Linked DNA regions of Danio rerio: region 1 is linked to region 2. A link is a contact called in public Micro-C data. All regions are on one chromosome and are shown on one strand. Each heading gives the region's core, a stretch centred on a gene start, on an enhancer-like site or on the middle of the called end of the contact. The rest is flanking DNA. Distances are from core to core; before and after follow the strand shown. Region 1 holds the start of enc2 (ectodermal-neural cortex 2). Region 2 overlaps akap13 (A-kinase anchoring protein 13).

Region 1 (3,116 bases), core at 175-2,674, 160 kb before region 2:
GAATAAATTAATGAATTAATTAATGATCCATTTAATAGTTCAGTAGATTTTTTTGATCAGCATGGTGGCCCAGTGGGTACCGCGGTCACCTCACAGCAAGAAGGTCGCTAGTTCGAGCCTTGGCTGGGTCAGTTGGCATTTCTGTGTGGAGTTTGCATGTTCTACTAGTGTTCGCATTAATTTCCTTTGGAGTTTCTCTGGTTTCCCCCACAAGTCCAAAAGACATGCACTATAGGTGAATTGAGTAAACTAAACAGTGTCCGTGTGAATGAGAGTGTATGGGTGTTTCCCAGTGATGGGTTGCAGCTGGAAGCAAGTGGTGCTCGCTGCAGAGCCATTTGAGGAGAGCTGAGCTCCAGCGAGGGGGAGCTTAAGCTTGAGCTCCACCTTTTTTGCACTTCTTCTATGAGTGATGTCACTGGGGGTAGGGTTAGGGGTGGGGTTGGTGTACGCATTAAAACAGCTTACAGAAGGAGGAGCGACAGCTCATGCTCCCCCTCGCTGGAGCTCAGCTCTCCTCAAATGGCTCTGCAGCGAGCACCCTCTCGCTGGAAGGGCATCCACTGCGTGAAACATATGTTAGACAAGTTGGCTGTTCATTCCACTGTGGCGACCCCTGAATAACAAAAGGACTAAGCTGAAAAGAAAATAAATGAGTAAATTGTCATGGCTGACCAGCCATTAACAGGTATTGGAAATATTTTTAATATTAATATAACTTTACCCTTAAGGATCATTTTATAAGTGATAAAATATGAATTTATAATGACATTTATACTGATTAATACCAAATGCAGTGTTGTTAATATATAAATCACTTATTATACTCGAGGTAAACAATGTTGAATTTATGATATGGTTTATCACAGCTATGAATACACTACAATACACTACATCCACTAGATGGAGCTATATGCATTGTGTATAGAAATCTCTTTACAAGGCTTGTAGTCTACTTATAAACAAACATATATATATAAACTAATAGAACTACATGCTGGAGGATGCTGATGATGTGGCAAAACGGGAAAAAAACTAACAATTCTATAAAGGAAATTTAAGTAAGTCTTGTTTTGATTTCCTGTTAAAATAGTCCTATATAATCATTTATACGTAGAAATGCCACCATGCCCGATGAATGTTTTGTCATTGTTGCAATTTGAAGAAGCATATGTAAACATACTTCTCTTCTAATTGTTGTGATGGCCTGTCATCGCCCATCGTGACGCTCCGCCCACTTTTCATCCATTGGCTGCTTCGTATAGAAAACAGCGCAGAACTTTAGGTTGGAGCGCTCCCATTGGCTACAATTTATATTTGCATAAGTTCTCAGCTCGTGATTGGTCGACGGCGCGTCAATCACTCGCTACAACCCATTCCCTGCGTTTGGATATTACCTTAGGAGACTCTACAGTTTTTCATCAGTGAGGACTGGAATGTGGACAAAGTAACCCAGCCGACCAGACAAGAGGCGAACAAAACTATGATTCCTTTTCAAAATTTAAAACCGCACAACGTCAGGATTTCTTACTAGCGTCCAGCACACTGTAAGTATACCAAGTTTTTTGTTATATTAGAACAAAAAGCTTGAGATGAATAACCCTCTAATAATCAACATCTGCACTGTTCTTCCTGTTTTTGGCAGAGCTGGAAAAGCCAATACACTCAGTCAGGATTAGGTGTGAGCTGGATAGGGATTGGTGACCACATCTCGCTTCTTCCAGAAGGAGAAACGGGTGTAAATCGGAAGATAATGATCGCTTACAGGGAGAGCAGCGTCTTTACGTCTCTCTAATCGTCAGGAGTTTGTCAGGCTTTCTTCTGCATGTCAATACACTGAGTTGCGACTCTCCGCTAACAGCATTAGCTCCTCTTATTCACAGCGGTCGCCGTAAGACTAAGCTTAGACAAATCTGTCATTTCTGATATTACTGGGTTTACATTTTGGCTTGATTAGATTTTACCTCAGTATGAGTTATTTAGCTTTTCAGGTGTCTTTTCCATTGTTTAGCGCACTAGCGAGATGGCTAACTGTAGCTCGAGTTCGCGCATTTCTAAAGTCTTGCAGCGCAAAAAAGTCGCAGAAATTGTCTTATTTGTCGCGTTATGTATTTGTATCACTAATATATTTCTTCAGTTTATAAAGTCTAAAGGAGGCGAGAGGGGAACTATTGGAAATGACTGAAGGAAATTGTGTTTTGTTTGTTTAGTTTTTTCAAGCCCGCGCCTCAGAGCACCTGCTCCCACTGTAGTTTTTTACTAATTGGGAATATATATATATATATATATATATATATATATATATATATATATATATATATATATATATATATATATATATATATATATAAATTTTATTTTATTTATTTCTTTTTTTTGTGATACAAAAGACAGGAAAATTAGTCTTATTGAATCATCCATGGCCTCAGATTTCTTATACAACGACGGAATTTGAAGTTCAGTCCAGTTATTTTTACATTGGTCATAGTTCAAGTAAACAAGTGCCTGTCTAACTTCAAATTGGCTGCTTACTCTTGCAAAGTGTGAATGGTCCTAACATTACCTTTATACTTAAATTATTCGCCTCAGTTTTCAGTTCTAGTTTTCAGATGCATCTTTAATCCAACACCAGATTCATTAGGTCATTTTAAAGGCTTCATGTCCTAAAAGTGGGTTGTTAAATTACAAATACAGTATGAACAAAATGTTTAGTTATGGTTCTCCTTGAGTTGTTGAGAAGAAGCACTTCTTGCAAGCATAAGAAATAAGGAACTGAGCATATGACAAATTTTCATATGTTCACTGTTTTTCCATTTACAATGTCGACATAACTAATATGGCCACACTTAAAACCTTCTGTAACAATAGCAGCCAACTTTTAAGTGCTATCACACAAGTACAAATATTTAAATTTAGTGAAGTTTAGGAACAATATGTTTTTGTCATTTGGCTTGTATCTAGGGCTGAGCCAATAAACAATATTATATTGAATCAGGATAAAATATGTGTTAATAATAATAGCTCTGGACATTTTTTTACTCAATATTGATCTACAAGCCAATCACACAGCAGCAATGTGCAACAATAAGAATCTAAAAGTGTGTTGATATTAGAGA
Region 2 (3,121 bases), core at 550-3,049:
AGTATGAAAATGTATGATTTTAAAAGGTGTCATGTCACCCATCCCCAAACCCTACCATCATTGGGGGATAAGCAAATCATACTAAATTAAATGAATGAAATTGTACAAATTCATGCAAATAAACCAATAAATCAAAAAGTTGATACGAATTAGTACAAAAATTTACAATTTTAAAAGGAGTTTAATCCCAACCATCATTGGGGGATAAGCAAATCAAACTAAACTTGACAAATGAAATTGGAAGAATTCATACAAATTAGCCGCTAAATCAAAAAGTTGGAACGAGCTGGTAAGAAAATGTACGATTTTAAAAGGAGTCATGGCACCAAATCCCACCCCTAATTCCAGCCGTCATTGGGTGATAAGCAAATCATACTAAATAGGATGAACGAGATTGTATGAATTCATATGAAATAACCACTAAATAAAAAATTTGGTACGAATTGGTATGAAAATGTATGATTTTTAAAAGAGCCATGGCACCCAATCCCACCCCTAAACCCAACCACCATTCGGGGATAAGCAAATCATGCTAAATTGGATGAATGGGATTGTATGAATTCTTACGAATTAACCACTAAATCAAAAAGTTGGTATGAAAATGTACAACTTTAAAAGTCATGGCACTCAACCCCACCACTAAAACCAACCGCCATTGGAGGATGAGCAAATCGTACTAAATTCGACGAATGAGATGGTACAAACTCATACGAATTAACCACTAAATCAAAAAGTTGATACAAATTGGTACGAAAATGTACGATTTTAAAAGGAGCCATGGCACCAACCACTAAATCCAACCGTCATTGGGCGATAAGCTAATCATACTAAATTGGTTAAATGAGATTGTATGAATTCACACGAATTAACCACTAAATCAAGAAGTTGGTACAATTTGTCACGGAAATGTACAGTTTTAAAAGGAGACATGGCTCCCAACCCCAACCCTAAACCCAACCATCATTGGGGGATAAGCAGATCGTGCTAAATTGGACGAATGAAATTATACGAATTCATAGCAGTTACAAATTGCTGTTAGATGGTGATGAAAATATAGCACACATTACACTTGGTTTTGTACTTTTAGAAATGTTTAAATACTTATGTGTATTTTTGATAAATGCACCGCCTTTTGTGTTCCACGGAACAAAAACATGGGTTTGGATCAACATGAGGGAGATTAAATTACTTTCTGGAAGGACAAAATGAGAGAAAACAAAGGAAAATGAACTAAGCCAAAGAAAAAAAAACAAGACTTGAAAGGGGGGAGCAGAAGCACAGAAGTCGAGAAGAATACAAAGGATATTTCCATCAGCAGTCGAGCCAACAAACAGATGCATGAATGGAAGGAGTGTGTGTGTGTGTGTGTATATATCAAGACCAGCCTCACTGGTGTCTTCAACCCTCCCACTCCAGCAACACAGCCCTTTTGCTTTTCTTCAACATCACGCCATTCTTACACTTCACATTCCTGCGCTTGAGAGGCGGCCTTGTCCCTTTTTCAAGTTTGCGTGCGTGTTTTTAAAGAACTGTTTTCCCAGGGGTGGTGAGTGTGGTTTAATAGTTTAGACGTTTCGTGAAAAAGGAACTCCTTTAAAGAGGGGTTCCCACAATGCATCTGGCCTGCTACATGAGGGCAGATAAAAGCAGTCAAAAAAAAAAAAAAAAAAAAAAGCTGTGTCAAAAGAGAATAGGCTGAACACATGCTGCTGGTGGTGCATTGAGACCACAGTCTGTGCTTTTTTGCCCTTGTTTCTTTCTGCAACACACATGTAGACTTCTAGACAGCACATCTGGAAGGAGTTATATCACTTATAAACACTAGAGGGAGCCACAGCTCTCTAGACGCCAAATGAGAAGCTTAACAACAAGCAAACATCCTATTATCCATCATCAGAATAGCATTTTAGGATGACATTATCTAAAAAGCAGTTAAAATAAGAAGACGAAGCACGTGAATTTAATTCAAATGTAAAAATCCTCTTCAAGAATAGCTTTAATATTATGTTGTGGTCTGGCTGGAAGTGTTATGATGTATTAATTCATCAACGAACTCCAAATTAAATAATTGAGCCTTTCTGATGTGGGGAAACACACATCAGTCATGAAATGTGTTAGCATAACAAATCAGTTTCAGATTTAACTTCCAATCAGCCTCAATAAATTATTATGATGATTGATGACAAGAAAAGTTAAACCAGGACTCAAAAAAGCTACAAAATGACTCAAAATATTGAGTTTAATCGTGCTAATGGACTTTTCCAGCAAGAGCAAAGTTAGCATGCTAGTCAAAGTTAAGATGCTCTATAAATGTGGCCCCTGCACTTATCTGGAGAGTCTCTTAAAGATAGAATGTTCCAGTGTAATTTCTTTCAAATGCTGACAATGTAGCTACACAGCCTCATGATGCAGTCCAAGTCTGCATGCCAGACAGCAGATAAGCGAAAAAGTAGCCTGTTTTTAGAAGCTAACTAGACACAGTAAGCTAGTTTGACAAGAGAGGTGATGACACGCTTAAAAATGAACAGATAACTGATAACTAAGATCTTTTTTGTTATTATTTTAGTTCAGACAATGCCAGAACTAAAAGCATGCTGCTTGAACAGGCTAACGGTAAGACTTAACATTCCCTGCTAATTCTTCAAAAAGAAAGTTTTCCCCAGACTGAATTAAAATTTGTTATGTCTTTCATTACTATCACTTAAGAGAGAAAGAAAATATTTCATCGCCCATGTTAGAGTGTACTACTATGAAAACAAAGAGAATATTAGCCGCAACATGCTAGCGAAGACAAGTATCAGTTTGCATTTCTTTTACAAGGCCTGTTCACACCAAGAAAGATAACAATAAAGCCAACTAGATTAGCATCCATACCATCAAAGTTTATTATGCTGTTTATTATAAATGCATGTTGTTTTATTTTATTTAACTGTTTATTTATTTGGCAGGGACAGTGTAAATTAATTAGCATTTCTGCAAACGCACCAGAATTAGCCAAAAGGTTATTTTTCTGTTATCCCTGGACAGTTGTTAAAATTGTAATTATGTTGTCCACCAATTTAAATGCTCTATAAAGTTGGATGGATTCTGGTTGGCTGAGAATGTTTGTCATGCGTTAGCA

Evidence for each region. Hi-C and Micro-C count contacts between places; a contact is called where the count stands out from the background.
Region 1: a Micro-C map of caudal fin shows a contact between it and region 2, with 3 times the contacts expected there. The contact joins the promoter of enc2 here to the enhancer-like site in region 2. A contact is called at or near these places in 2 of 18 Hi-C or Micro-C datasets (caudal fin and an unstated tissue) and 1 of 4 datasets of contacts at active chromatin or transcription factors (embryo).

Annotation. Positions count from the first base shown.
Region 1 is chr25:12,204,667-12,207,782 of GRCz12tu, reverse strand. enc2 (ectodermal-neural cortex 2) reads left to right here and starts at 1,424. Exons shown (of 5, transcript XM_073942911.1): 1 at 1,424-1,547; 2 at 1,646-1,797. The region is part of intron 2 of agbl1 (AGBL carboxypeptidase 1); the gene reads right to left.
Region 2 is chr25:12,041,534-12,044,654 of GRCz12tu, reverse strand. The region is part of intron 8 of akap13 (A-kinase anchoring protein 13); the gene reads right to left. Among named protein-coding and RNA genes, the nearest start is that of agbl1, 89 kb to the left of the region's middle. Within about 2 kb of position 1,799, at least 20 of the 62 cell types and tissues checked have an H3K27ac peak or open chromatin away from gene starts, as enhancers often do. A contact at or near this core is called in caudal fin, where this site is marked.